Linked DNA regions of Mus musculus: all the other regions are linked to region 1. Evidence: chromatin contacts called from public Hi-C and HiChIP or PLAC-seq data. All regions are on one chromosome and are shown on one strand. Each heading gives the region's core, a stretch centred on a gene start, on an enhancer-like site or on the middle of the called end of the contact. The rest is flanking DNA. Distances are from core to core; before and after follow the strand shown.

Region 1 (2,700 bases), core at 156-2,655:
TGCAACACGGGAAATGCTGGCATCCCTCAGCTATTGCAGGATCTATATTGCACTAGTACCCTATGGTCCATGTGCAGAGATTTATTAAAAGATAGTTGCCAGGCTCAGTCAGCACAAGCCTGAGCGTATGAGGTTAACCCTCAGCAGCACAAAGCAGAAGGAAGCACAAACTCCCCTTGTGAACACACACTCACAGACAGACACTAAATGAGATAAAAAGAATAGAACTTTGAAAAAAGCTTCACTTATTAAAGTACGTGGGGGGCAAGATGGATGATCCAAGGCCTGAGGACTAGAGGTCAAGGCCGTCCTTAGGTTACGTATCCAGCTCAAAGGCCAGACTATAACTCGAGACCTGTCTTAAGGAAGATCGAAATCTAATACACAAAATTGTCCATTACATATAAATTGTCAGGTTACCTTAATATCATTTTCATATTTATGTCTCAAAAATATTATTAACATGAAAATTTAATTCCTAGTTTTATTAATCTGATTACAATAAATATTAGAAAGTGATTTTTTTAAAAACTCCAGGGTAGCCTAAAAAAAATCCAACTTACATCACTGATTTTGTTTTTATTATTTTATATTATTTGAAAATGTCATCCATCTATACAGTTTATCTTGACCATATTTTCCCCTCATTCCCCAACTATAACTCCCTCAAGCCCCATCATACCTATCTGTCTATCTCTCTGTCTCTCTAGCTTTCTGTGTCTCTGGCTCTGTGAGTGTAAGAAAAAGGATACATTAATAAATTTGAAGAATAAATTTAGTATGTAAAAATTAATTATTTATAATGGAATTCAAACTATTATAACTAAACTATATGATATGTGGACCAGTTTAAAGTGAAAATAAATGTAGTATTCATACTAGTATAAATAATAAGAAATAAGTGTCATTTTCAAAAAAAAAAGAAAGATCGAAATCCAGAATAAACTACAGGAAAGCAAGACCAAAAACTCAAATCAGTCTTTAAAACATATATACCACTTTTTTCCCCGGGTTCTGGATGAAGCCAAGCCAATGTGAGTAGCAAGATGCTACAACCCAGCGCACCCACAGCACTGGGCGCCTAGGAACCCACCGCTTGGTTGCCAAGGCGACGCCGGGTCCGCGCGGCTGCCCCGCCCCGTCACGCCGTCACGCGCTCGCGCGGCGCCCCGCCTCCAGCTGCGCTGCCGCGCGGACGACTGGCTGGCCGCGCGGGTCTCACTATTCTCACTCCATCCGCGCAGCCAATGACTGGCGCCGCTAGGGCTTCGTTGACTTGAGTCACACGCTGCCGGGCCTTAGCACGGACCAATCACTGCACGGCGAAGGCAGGGCGGGAGTGGGGCGGACCAATTACGACAGGCGAGCCGGGGCCCGGCCTCCGGGCCCTGCCCCTGAGCCGGCAGAGGTAGTGAGGAGGCCGCTGCACCTGCCAGGACTTGCGCTTAGACCGCTGTCTGTCGCGGGGACGCCAGGTAAGGCGCTCTCTAGCCTGATCCGGGTGGAGGGCGACTGAGACGGGGACCAGCAGGGTGGTGTCCGGCTGAGGCCGGTAAGGATGCGGTGGGAAGAACCTGGGTGGGCTGTGCGAGACTCCAGGCAAGGAGCCTAGGTTCTCAAGTGATGCAACTGGAATGACAACACTTCCTGCCCTTTAAAGAGTTTGCAATCACCTGGAGTCTGGTTCATTGACTTGAGTCTTAAAAACTTTTTACAAAAACACCATCACCAAGTGGGGGAGTAGGGTGTGTTCTGTGTTTGTGGATCTAGGAAGCTGTCCCAGAGGTATTGTAGGATGTGGCTCCATGTGAGAGAGGGGTGCATGGACGAGAGGTCTGGGCTTCACATTAGGAGAATTACCCGCGCTTGAACCATGAAGGTTTAAACTTATGTTTAAATGGATCCTGACCCTGTGCCTAAGGCTTCTCTAAGCTGCAGTGCCGAAAGAGGGGCTGGGATCGTCAGCCAGGAGTTAAGTTATCCTACGAATACATTTTTTTTTTCATCCTTTTTATTTTTTGAAATCCGAGGATCTAGTCTACCTGATTCAGATCGAATTTCCAGGCAAGCAGGCTGCTCAAAACTGAAAAGGCAGGATATTCATTTCAGCAAAGCCTGCTTTCCCCTCTCCTGTCTGATCACTTTATCTGACACTTTGTTTAAAACTACATGCCCTGTTTTCCTCTCCTCATTACGGAGCGTGAACTTGAGGTAACTGAACGCTGTCTCAGCATTGTGTGGAAGTTGGGAGACTTAGTCGAGGATGCCGAGTTAGAGACTAGAACAGCTCTTTTGGAGGTGATGAAGTTTCTCAAGTTAGGCATTAAAGCGTGTTTGCGATGGGCACCTGAGGCACTGTAGGATGCATTCAAGTTTGATCCAGGCCAGCAGCCTTTTGGGTAATCAGAATCTAAATCAGGATAAGAGTTACAGATGATGGGTATCAACCAGCATTCCATGAGACTAGGAAAAATGTCAAATGGAGAAATGTCAAATCTTGATGGTTGCTGAGTGTGTGGGCGAACACTGGTAATCTCAGCAGGGTATCAGGAGTTCAAGGTCGTCCTTAGTTTCATAGTTTTAAGCCCAACTTAAGACACAGATCTTGAGACACAGAGAGACAGGCAGAGAGAGAGAGAGAGAGAGAGAGAGAGAGAGAGAGAGAGAGAGAGAGAGAGAGAGAGAGAGAGGAGAGAGAGG
Region 2 (2,784 bases), core at 207-2,706, 1.7 Mb before region 1:
TGAAATGAAGTGACTAGTTGTAGAATGAATACATCCTACATAGATGAAACAAGAGTCAGAAACAGGATTCAGGAAGCTGTGGGCTCACAGAAGGAATTGGGGTTGACTGAGTTGAGGAAGTGGCTTTGAAATGGAAGCAGCAGCCTAACCAGGATGATTGGGTTTCTGGTAATGGCTCAACTGTATCAGCCTATGATTGTGAACAAGAAAGAAACTGAGTTATGATGTACCACAAATGTCTAACAGCTTTCCTAACTCATCTTTTGCTTCCCTGTCTTCCACTTTCTTCCCATCTAAACCATGAGAGACCTATGACATACAACTATGGTTCTTAAGACATGATTTTTAGTCTAAAGCATCAGTATCATCTGTGACTATACCAGAAATGTAAATTCAAGGTCTTAATACCAGAGTACAGAAGACTCTAGAAATAACCAGTGATCTATGTTTAAATAAACTCTCTAGTAGTTGTAGATTCATGTTAAGGTCTTAGAACCACAAGACTCAAGAATCCTTCATAGGTAGATTTTTTTAGTGGCAAGCTTACCCAGAACTGGATACTATGACTTCACATAATCAACATCAATGGCTTAAAAAGGATATTTTCCTTAAATTAAAAAAAAAATATGCTGAGAAGTTTGTTGTATCTCCAAGGTACAAATGCTTTGCAAATGTTAGCAAAAAAAGATTGCAGTTAATCACAAAATAGCTGCATTTTACCATTGAAAACTATGCTGTGTGTATTCTCTCACGTGCATTCTAAATTTAGCAATACATGTACATATGTATATGTGTATGAGTAAGGCAGAGAAGGCATTATTTGGGATGAAGAAGGAAACCATTGAAAGTGATAAGAGATTAAAGACAATGAGAAAGACTAGTATGTGTGGAGGGAAATAAATGTGAACAGAGTACAGTTATTTCTAAAAATGAATTAAAATAAAATATGTCATGGAACTGAGAGGTCTTGAGCATTAGTTAGGAGTTGAGTATAATGGGAGAAATGGCTTTTTAAACTGAGAAACAGTGACTAGCAATCAGTCTAGTGAGGGTCATAGGGGGCCATGTAAAGAAAAACCCTAGATGCTTTCAGGGAATGAGAAACATATCAGCACAGGTAGGTCATAGTTAATGGTGCATACCAAAACTGCAGAGGCAAGTCTCACACAGAGATCATGTGAGGACTTAGAAATCATATTAAAGATTCTGCACTTCCCACTGAGAGTACAAACCACTGAAAACTCCAACAAAAGGCCAACATGTTCTGATCTTTTACTTTTAGATGTGATTTTCCTGTAAGGCAACTTTTGAGCCATACACATAACCACACGGCGATTTAATTTCCAAATGGTAATTGGCTAATAGCAATACGTGTTCAGAATAAGACTGAGACAAGTATGGGAAAGAGGATATGGTGTCCACATGTGGGCCAAATGCCAGGAACAGAAAAGGAGGAAGGGCTCAGGGGTTGCTTCTTCTTCGTGGTTGTGACTAAAGTAAGATCTGCCTTTGCATGTCTGAAGCAACAGAACTACAAGTTCACAGGCATTTGCTGCTTCTCTCACCATTGTCTTCCTCCCTGCGCAGGGGATCATGGTGTCTGTGATCAATCTGGAAGCATTTCTCCTACAGTGTTTCTTGTAGAAATTTAATTTTCTTGTTTAGGCCTCCTACATTCCCCTCAAAATGATCCCCAAATCCTTCTGTCCTCTCTGACCTTGAGGACATTTTTCATGTTTGCCAACCATTATTTTCTCTTGTCAGTATATCACATCAACCTATGTGACTTATAGGTACATAGTTGTTTGATTTTATAGTGTATAGCTCACCAATCACTGAAAAATTATCATCAGCTCCAACTGTGCTGTGTTTCAACAGCATGCCTATTATTATTTTGCATATAGTATGTTTTGAGAGTTTTATACATAGAACTCCATCTAGATTACTCCATCTTTCCTCCCAAATCCTCTAGTGACATCCTCTCTAAAATTTTTCATATTTTCTTTTATTATTATTATTATTATTATTATTATTATTATTATTATTATTAGTAGTAGTAGTAGTAATAGTAGTAACATACATAGACAGGCACACATATGTATACGACTTGTTGAGTCCATTTAGTGATTCTATTCTGTGCATGTGTCCAGGACTGACTGACTGATGGAAAATCTACACTGGAGCACATTTGGAATCACAAATGGCTTGCTTATAATGTAACTCATCACACCGTTCTCAAGTCAACTGGCCTCTAATGTCTCTTACATTTATAAATACCAGTATCTCACATTTCTCAGGTTCTCCAGGGTACCATGGCCGTCAACAACTTTGTCTTATGCTCTCACTAGACCTAACAATTAAGGTGCTTCCTAGTTACTTAGTGGGCTACCACCATGTCCTTCCTACTCACTTCCACTAACCTTTATCACTGTAGCTTTCAGTAGAGTAATTCTATACACCATTTCCTGTTAACAGTACAGAACAGGGTTATAGTGACTTGTTTGTCACTCTTCTAGCCAATTTTATTTAGCAAAAATACTTCCTGCATATATTTTTGCATTGGAATATTTTTATTCTTTAGAAGAATATCATGAAAATTCCCATGGGATATGAGAAAACCAACGATGAACTATTTCTGGCTGAAGATAGGCTAAAAGAACTTAAGAAGTTCATGGAGGCTGTTGGAAAGCAGAGATCTATAGAACAGAGCAAAACAACTTGGATAGACTCTGTATTTTATTAAAAATGCTTTGAAATTTGTCTTAGCCCTTATTATTCTTCAAA
Region 3 (2,700 bases), core at 119-2,618, 1.6 Mb before region 1:
ATCCTATGTCTGGCCTCAGTGGGAGAGGATGTACCTAGTTCTGCTAAGTGTTGATGTGCCAGGCTGCCTTGGTTCCCATGGGGGGGGGGCGTCCTTTCCTTTTCAGAGGAGAGGAGAAAGATAAATGGGGGAGGGGGTGTGAGGGTTGGACTGAGAGGATAGGAGGGAGGGTGCTACGATTGGGATATAAACTGAATAAATAAATAAAGCAGAAAAACAAATTCATGGCCTCCTTTTCTGTTGTGTATATTGTTATTGTATACATATATGTTTCTCTCAGTTTCTCTGTATGTGTGCATATCTGTGTATGGATCTGTGCACATTTATCTATAACTATGCTCATGTGGAGACCTGAAATTGAAGTTGGTTTCTTCTTCCATCCTCCTTCATTTTTTTTTCTTCTGATAGAGGGTCACTCAGTGAACTCAGTGTTGACTAGTTTGGCTACACTAGTGTTCTATTGAACCTCAGGATTTGGGATCAGCTTGTTCTCACTCTCCTAGTGCTAGGATCACAGGTGCTTTCCATCATATCTGGATTTTAAAGGATAATTTGGACTGACACTTGGGTTCTCATGTTTGTGCAGTGATAACTTCATTTGTTGAGCCATTTTGCCAGCATTACAAAGCATCAGATGCTTCAGATACAAAGCTTTAGTGTCGTTTCAATTAAGTGGTGCTTTGGTGGCCACTCCTGTACATTTAACAAAATACGAAGGTTGCCTTAGTTTTCACATTTCAGCTATGACTAAGGTTCCCCCATTTCCCCTTTAAGTATCTCTGTGTTGTCTTTTTCTTTCCAACCTTTTCCAGTTCACTTCAAATTTGTTATTTATGACACAATTATATTAGTAGCCTCCTAATTGTTTTTCTTTAATGACACTCCATTTCCATAAAGACAAAGCCATGACTTCTCATTATGGCTGACTAGGCTTTCTGATCTGGTCTCTTTCTCACTCCCTCATTCTGGAGCCTCTTTGCCCTCTTCCATGGCCTTTGTGTTGCTTATTCAGACCTATGCATAGTCTTATGGGTTTCTGCTTCAGAGCTTATACACACATTTTTCTCCCCTTCAGTTCTTAGGATGTTCTACATTTATCTACAGATTGTTCACATCTATTGATCCTCCACATACTCTCAGTTTAGGAAGCCTTCTATGATAAGCTTAGACATTTTAAAGAAGTCCTTCAAGCTGTGTCAAAAATATTCTACACAAGCTCCTGAAGCATAGCTTTCTTCATTGAGCACGTATTGAGTGAAGTAATGATTTATTTCCTAATGAAATGTTTCTGTGCATCCCCAGTGTATTTCACATAACAGCCAGCCCTTGACCACATCTGCCAGAGAAATGAAGTATGTTGCCTTTGTGTTATGACATCTTACAATTGCCTCATTACTCACCAGGGCAACTCCCAACCACTTCTTTTCTGTGCCTTCAACACTTGGCTCTTTCCTCACTGAAACCTTGCATTTAGTCTTCATTGTGACTGACAAGCCTTCTTTCCAATGTTCTTCAAAGCCTTCCTCAACTGAAACCCTCAGTAATTGCTTGATCTAGAAATTTTCTTCATTAGCATTGTGTATCGACACCATGACTATTTAGTATTTATCACAAGTTTCATCAGAAAGGCATGAATATTTCAACATACCTTTTAAATACGCTAGAAAGTTCTAGAAACATTCTGTTCTTTGACTTAAAAAAATCTAACTTCAAATATGTATATGCATTTCTAAGTATTATTTTCTTAGTAACTTTATTTTTCTTCCTTGAAATTTAATGCTTGTGCAAGTTCAAATGTGCTGATTCAGTAACAGTAAACAAATCTTTACCTGGATCTGGTTTTGTTCCCAGTCTTGGTCAAGGCGCTGGTGACATAATAAGTAAAACCAAATTATTTTGGTTGAGTTCATGTGTTAAGAGGGAGAGAGCATGGAAGTAGGATGTCAAAATATGAAAAGGAAAAACTCCATCATATAATCCTTAGGACAAGGATAGTACTAGTCAGATAAATTAATCAGGACAAAAGAGTGGGGAGTCAGTAGGAATGGATGTTAATAAGAAAAATGTTCAGTTTTATCATTGATTACTTTCGAAGTTAATGTTATCACTTAAAAATTTATTCATGTATGTACATGTGTGTGGGTCTTCAAGTATCCTGACCCAAGTGTAGAGGTTAAAAGACAGCTAGTATGTGTGTGCTCTCTTCACCACATGAGTCCTGAGTACTAAGTTCAGTTTTTCAGGCCTCAAGGAGGGCATCTTTTCCTACTGAGCTCTCTTGCAAAACCATGAATATTTGTCTTTGTTCTGTAATCAAATTTCTCAGTTTCTTACTTTATCTGTTTCTGACTCTCTGAACTTGGGTGCACTGGTAGAGGCCTCTATGCCTGGTTCTTTCAACAACTCACTTCTCAATGTGCAAACTTCTGTCTCTCTTAGGATTCAAACACATCACAACATTATTCTCATTTTTTTCTCGGTGACATCTCTTATGGAGCTTGTTTTGCTTTTGCTGTGATTTTAAGATTTTGACTCTAATTAACTAGAGCCCTAACTGCTGATGTCCTTGATGAAGCCTTGCTATGACTCCAGGGACTCTCTTGATGTTTCTTACTGTTTGGATACACTTCATAGCTTGTTTTGAAAATAAGTCTAACATGAATGTTTCTAACTCTAGTTTCTCTGAATATATTTTTAAAA
Region 4 (2,700 bases), core at 156-2,655, 1.6 Mb before region 1:
GGAACTAGATATCTTTAGGGACCTAGTACTTTACCGTCAACAGAGAGTACACAACAGGTGGAAATCAACAATGTAAAGTCAGTGACACTTATCTCTTCATTAAGAACACTTTCTGAGACATAAAGTTACCTGTCAAAGATTTTGCTTAATGTCCATCTATTTAACATTTAACTAGAAGTCCACTAAGTAACTACTAATTTACCCCAAGAATGTATTATCTCATAGTTGGATCAGTATTTCATTTTATTTTAAAGTTGAATAGCTTAGGGTCTATAAACTTTTAATAGTCATTTGAAATATTTTTTCTTTTACCCAAAATGGATATTTTCCTTCAGTATATTGTGATTATGGTTTCCCCTCTCTCAACTCCTCCCAGGTCCTTCCCAAGTCTCCTTCCATCCAAATCTACACCTTTTCATTTTCTCTTGTGTTAGAAAATGAACAGTAAATAATACTAAAAATAATGATTCATAGTTATATTCACAACAGATTCTGAAAGTAATGTTTAATGTATAAAACATGCCCATTGCTTATGATACAAAAATAAAAATTATTAATTTAAAATTTTAACTTAAACAATAATAAATAAATTTAAATTAATTAAAATAAATAATAAAAAGAAAAAATAATAAAACAAATAATTAAAATAAAATAGAAGATAATCAAACTAAATCAAATCAAAACAAACAAACCAGAATAGGATAAAACAAATAGAAGAAAATAGCTAACTAAAAAAAAGCATACGAAACATGTCTAGACACAGAGATTAAATATTATTTTTTTAACTGCTTTGTCGTTTTTTAATTTTTATTTTTTTAATTTTATTTTATCTTTAATTTAGTTTTTACACTCCATATTCCATTTCCCACTCCTCCCATCTACCTTTTCCTTTGTTGTCTTTTTATTTTTTTGTATTCATATAGTTTGTTTTCACTGATAAAATGTAGACCTTTGTAGTAGTCTATATATAGACAAAATGGCAATAGAGCAAATATTAGGTAAGATTTTCCATTTTAGCATTCATAAATCAGATATTCCATGAATTCACTGAAAAGAGTAGATGAGGTATTGCCATATCTAAAAACAAAACTGGAAGATAGTAAGTTGTGATCAGACATAAAAATTCATAGGCAGCATTGGACATAAGCCAAATGTGTTTTTACAGTGTCTGTCATAAGCCATGGGAGGGCTTGATGTATTAAATATTACTTTTGGAATCTGCTGTGAATATAATCATAAATTAGAGCTGGAGAAAGTGGATAATGTTGATTCAAATCAAAGAAATATGAGAGAAGCACGGTAAAAAACAAAACACCTACTCTTTTCATGAAGGAAAAGCAGTGTGAGCTTCCAGCCACACCCACTACCTCAAACATACAGTTAAAGCAGCCCACAGGAAACACAAATAAGCCACCATTGTCATCTTATCTATTCTTGGCAAAGGCCTCGCCCTAGCCTGGCCATTGTTCGAGCTGTTAAAGAAAGGCCTTTGATACTTCTCTTTGTCCTCAGATAACCATTCCTTTCTCTTTCCATGACAAAGTCACATTGATACCCAGAAAATGAATGGCTTAGAGAGACATAGGCTATAAAGAGACAAATAAAAAGGAAACAGAAGTTATGGGTGGAGTAATAAGATGGTCTTCAGGCATTTAAACCTCTAACTTCTCATATCCTAGGTCCCTGGACCATTAAGCATTATTCTAACAGTCTACTCTGCAGGTAGTCTCCTTGCCATGGCTCCTGCAGATCTCTGACATGAGTTACAGGAGTAGTGACATCAAATGGAGGCTATCAATAGTGCTTTGAGTGTTTGGGACTTAGTGCCATCATACTTATCCCCAGCCCTGCCTGAGCATGCACTCAGCGCCACCAACTGGAGGAAATTGATGCCTACAGAGAAACTGGAACTCCAGAATCAACAGGAGAGTGCCTGATTAATTAATATATGATTATAGAAGAAAGGTTGAAGTTGAAAATGTAGCATAAGAGAACAATAACTGGAAATATACTTTCAGACTAGTACAATATGAATATTTATGTTTAGGGGAAAGGTAAGATACCACGAATAAGAAGCTAGAAAATAAATCATAGAATTGAAAATATTAAACTTGAAAACACAGTAGTTGGCACAGCAGACACAATGGAAGGAATCAAATTTTTCTATATGGTTGTTCCAAAGAAAGAAAGTATAGAAGGATGCACATTAGATACAATATTGCAGATAGCCTTCAAGGATGACCATACTTTGAGAGAACTAGAAGAGGGCTAAGTACAAAGGAGAAGAGAAAATATTGTTCAGTCTCCATAGCAAGGTTTAGTAACATCAAAGATATGACTGTGGTGGCTAGGTATGCCCCCATAGACTCATGTTTTCAAATGCCAACCAGGGGAAGTGGCACTCTTAGGAGGTGTGGGATTGTTAAAGAAAGTGTGTCACTATAGAAGTTGGCTTTGAGGTCTTATATGCTTAAGCTATGCCCAGTGTGGCATATGATCTCTTTCTTTGCCTGCAGATCAAGATGCAGAACTTTCAGCTCTTTCTCCTGGACCATGTCTGTCTGCATACCACCATGCTTCTTGCCATGATGATAATGGACTAAACTTCTGAAACTGTAAGCCAGCCCAAATTAAATGTTTTTCTGGTGTTTCTCCACAGCAATAGCAACTCCAACTAAGACAGTGACAGTAGTCCAAAAA
Region 5 (2,700 bases), core at 200-2,699, 1.7 Mb before region 1:
GAGAGAGAGGTGGAGGTGGGGGTGGTGTCAAGCACAGGCACTCATTGCTCTTTGCTTCTTTGCTTCCTGGGTGTGGACACCATATGACCAGTCTCATCCCATTCCAGCTTCCCTGCTATGCTCGATTGTATCCCTGAGAACTGTAAGCCAAAATAAATTCTCCCATCCATGCTGTTGTCAGTTTTTTGTTTCTGTTTTTGTTTTGTTTTGTTTTTGATCATAGCAGTAAGGCAAGTAACTAATACAGCTAGGAAATGCAGCCCTGTAGAGGGAGCTGCTTCTCCGTGCACACACACAGGTCTTGCTGAATTTGTCATTTGTCATATTTGAAGATTTGTAATGCAGTCCTCTGATCCAAGTGATGTTAATCGATATAAGGATTTCTGGGGTCAGACTCTAGCTCTGCCACTTAGGACTGCATGTCTCCTCCAAGTTATTTTACCTCTCTGTTTTTTATCTCCTCATGTCCAAAGAATTGACAGGAATAGCCTGCTTTAGTCAACAGAGGATGTATTTAACAAATTTAAATGCTGAACAGTACCAGTAATTTAGAACAGATCTGGTGAGCATCCATCAGTTATCATAATGTGGACTCTGTAGCCTAGCATCCAAGTGGACTTAGATTGTCCTCTCCTTCTGCACTAACTCAGAAGTATAGTACCATCTCTGAGGGAGATGTGGGCGAGATCTGATCATGCAGAATTAAGTCACCAACCCAATCTATTTTGGGAGAAGGAATAGATTTTTTTTGAGTGTCAAATATCATAAAAATTAATAGATTTTTCTTCACTATAGGGACAAAGATAAGAGAGGTAATAGGCAAGTTGCTTTGCATACAGTAGGTGGGGTTATCTACAAGATTATATAGTGATACCTTCTTTTTCTGTTAGGAGTGAATAGAATATACTACAGATTATCCAAGATGCCCCATTTTATGTTTTCTTTTACTGAACGGTTAAGGGACTCAATCATACCACGTTTGGAAATAAAGTTCAATGGTAGAGTACTTCCCTAGCATGTAGCAGGCCTGGAGTTTGAGTCTATATGTAAGCATATATCCCAAGGCATCGATGTGACACTTGTGACAAGGTTGTATCACACATGTGAAATATAGAGCTTGTGCAGCAGTGTGGTGGAAACATCCCAGATAAGCTATCCTGATGACTACCTCGGCAATTGCACAGCTCCATAGCTTTCTGTGGATGAATGAGACAAGAAAATGCTCTTCTTCTCAAAAGGGTGGTCAGTGAGAATCTTTGTAGGACCCTCTTAATGTGAAATTTCTTAAACTGTTTGAAGCTCTGAGAGAGAGAGAGAGTATACTAAGAAGCGCTGTGTTACAGCACTGTTGTGTTAAAGCAACAACAATGCTCCTGCACTTGAGACAGAGAAACGAGGAAGTGAAAAGAGGCCAAATGCAACTTGTCACAACACCCAGCGGTTGCTGGAACACCATTTTGTCACGGGATGAGCTGTGGTTAGTTAAAGCAAGAGCAGCAAGCAGGCTCTCAATGGATAGGATGGTTGAGTTTGTTTAGGGCATGAAGGATCTGGAAGGTGTAGGTTAGAGGCGTAACTCAGTGGGGCCATGAGACACAGGCTGTGTTGTAATGGTGCAGAGGGGAGTGCCAATTTGTAGATGAGAAACCATCTAAGAGCAAAGCTAATGAATGGAAGAGTCTAAAAAAAAAAAAAAAACCCAAAACAAACAACCCCATATACTGTAGAGGATACCGAGCAAGAGAAAAGAGCAGAGAAAGATCTGGGTTTGGAACAGGCTGCCTGCTGTTATGAGAGAGCACAGGTCAGATACACACATAGTCACACTTTACGTAGCCACTGGAGCTGATATGGTGGAGACCCCAGAATCTGGGGTGAAGCAGACACTGACAAAGAGCTTTATCTAACCTGGGGCAAGTGATCCACCCTCCTCACGTCTCAGTTCCCTCTTTGGTAAAGTTGAGGTGGTGGTGGTACCATCTGAGCTGTTGGGGCTCAGACCAGCATCTCACACATGCTGATCACATATTCTACTACTGGGCTATATCTACAGACCTGCAATGCTGTCTCGTGTGTGTGGATGAGGTTGTGTCTTATATTACCTATATATAAATAGCACACAGTAAGTCAGCTAGTGCACCAGGGAATCCCAGTTGGCTTGTGAAACAAAATTCCATTACCTCCGTAGTAGGCTTTGAACAATTGTATTTGTTCTTTGAATTTATTTCATTGCAGCTAACATGATTTGCCTGGGTCCCCACCATCTCTTTCATTTATACCCATCATAATTCACATATTTATATAACCTGCTCCATGTGTGTGGGCAACTGAATTTGTGAATCTTCAAGTGACCGAAGAACCTACTGTCATTAAGCAAAGTTTGTCAGGAGTTCAGAGGTGTGTAGGCCTCCAATTCATTCTATGAAATGGCAGAACAGTTGTATATCACCTATGCATATCCTTCTGTATGCTCTCAGTTATCCTGAAATGAATTGCAGTACCAAAAAAAAAAAAAAAAAAAGGATGTAAGACTGTAGTTTCCAGGGACTAACAGCAAGAAAACACGGGAACATGATCAACGTACAGGTGTTCTTTTCCTCTGAATAATTCAGATACACAATTGATGGGATCTGCAGATAAGAGGATCTGAGCATTGAAAACAATGGTTCTGAGCTGTCAACTTTACCTAAAGTTTCCTCT

Evidence for each region. A called contact is a pair of places that touch in the nucleus more often than the background predicts. HiChIP or PLAC-seq counts read pairs in DNA pulled down with a chosen protein or histone mark.
Region 2: an H3K27ac HiChIP or PLAC-seq map of bone marrow-derived dendritic cells shows a contact between it and region 1, with 8 times the contacts expected there. The contact joins the enhancer-like site here to the promoter of Msmo1 in region 1. A contact is called at or near these places in 1 of 39 promoter capture datasets (pre-B cells) and 4 of 115 datasets of contacts at active chromatin or transcription factors (acute myeloid leukemia, bone marrow-derived dendritic cells, large pre-B cells and 1 more).
Region 3: an H3K27ac HiChIP or PLAC-seq map of acute myeloid leukemia shows a contact between it and region 1, with 7 times the contacts expected there. The contact joins the enhancer-like site here to the promoter of Msmo1 in region 1. A contact is called at or near these places in 2 of 39 promoter capture datasets (cranial neural crest and pre-B cells) and 3 of 115 datasets of contacts at active chromatin or transcription factors (acute myeloid leukemia, bone marrow-derived dendritic cells and large pre-B cells).
Region 4: a contact with region 1 is called in a Hi-C map of B cells, with 6 read pairs. The contact joins the enhancer-like site here to the promoter of Msmo1 in region 1. A contact is called at or near these places in 1 of 39 promoter capture datasets (pre-B cells), 1 of 484 Hi-C or Micro-C datasets (B cells) and 1 of 115 datasets of contacts at active chromatin or transcription factors (bone marrow-derived dendritic cells).
Region 5: a contact with region 1 is called in an H3K27ac HiChIP or PLAC-seq map of bone marrow-derived dendritic cells, with 10 times the contacts expected there. The contact joins the enhancer-like site here to the promoter of Msmo1 in region 1. A contact is called at or near these places in 4 of 39 promoter capture datasets (cranial neural crest, hippocampal neurons, neutrophils and 1 more), 5 of 115 datasets of contacts at active chromatin or transcription factors (the 230-238 cell line, bone marrow-derived dendritic cells, bone marrow-derived macrophages and 2 more) and 2 of 9 other capture datasets (adipose tissue and liver).

The regions. Positions count from the first base shown.
Region 1 is chr8:64,732,283-64,734,982 of GRCm38.p6, reverse strand. Msmo1 (methylsterol monoxygenase 1) reads left to right here and starts at 1,405. Exons shown (of 6, transcript NM_025436.3): 1 at 1,405-1,475.
Region 2 is chr8:66,390,438-66,393,221 of GRCm38.p6, reverse strand. All of the region lies in intron 6 of Marchf1 (membrane associated ring-CH-type finger 1), which reads right to left. Among named protein-coding and RNA genes, the nearest start is that of Tma16, 95 kb to the left of the region's middle. Within about 2 kb of position 1,456, at least 37 of the 459 cell types and tissues checked have an H3K27ac peak or open chromatin away from gene starts, as enhancers often do. A contact at or near this core is called in acute myeloid leukemia, bone marrow-derived dendritic cells and pre-B cells, where this site is marked.
Region 3 is chr8:66,341,784-66,344,483 of GRCm38.p6, reverse strand. All of the region lies in intron 5 of Marchf1 (membrane associated ring-CH-type finger 1), which reads right to left. Among named protein-coding and RNA genes, the nearest start is that of Tma16, 140 kb to the left of the region's middle. Within about 2 kb of position 1,368, at least 25 of the 459 cell types and tissues checked have an H3K27ac peak or open chromatin away from gene starts, as enhancers often do. A contact at or near this core is called in acute myeloid leukemia, where this site is marked.
Region 4 is chr8:66,322,371-66,325,070 of GRCm38.p6, reverse strand. The region is part of intron 5 of Marchf1 (membrane associated ring-CH-type finger 1); the gene reads right to left. Among named protein-coding and RNA genes, the nearest start is that of Tma16, 160 kb to the left of the region's middle. Within about 2 kb of position 1,405, at least 41 of the 459 cell types and tissues checked have an H3K27ac peak or open chromatin away from gene starts, as enhancers often do. A contact at or near this core is called in B cells, where this site is marked.
Region 5 is chr8:66,443,125-66,445,824 of GRCm38.p6, reverse strand. The region is part of intron 7 of Marchf1 (membrane associated ring-CH-type finger 1); the gene reads right to left. Among named protein-coding and RNA genes, the nearest start is that of Tma16, 42 kb to the left of the region's middle. Within about 2 kb of position 1,449, at least 31 of the 459 cell types and tissues checked have an H3K27ac peak or open chromatin away from gene starts, as enhancers often do. A contact at or near this core is called in adipose tissue, bone marrow-derived dendritic cells, bone marrow-derived macrophages and 2 more, where this site is marked.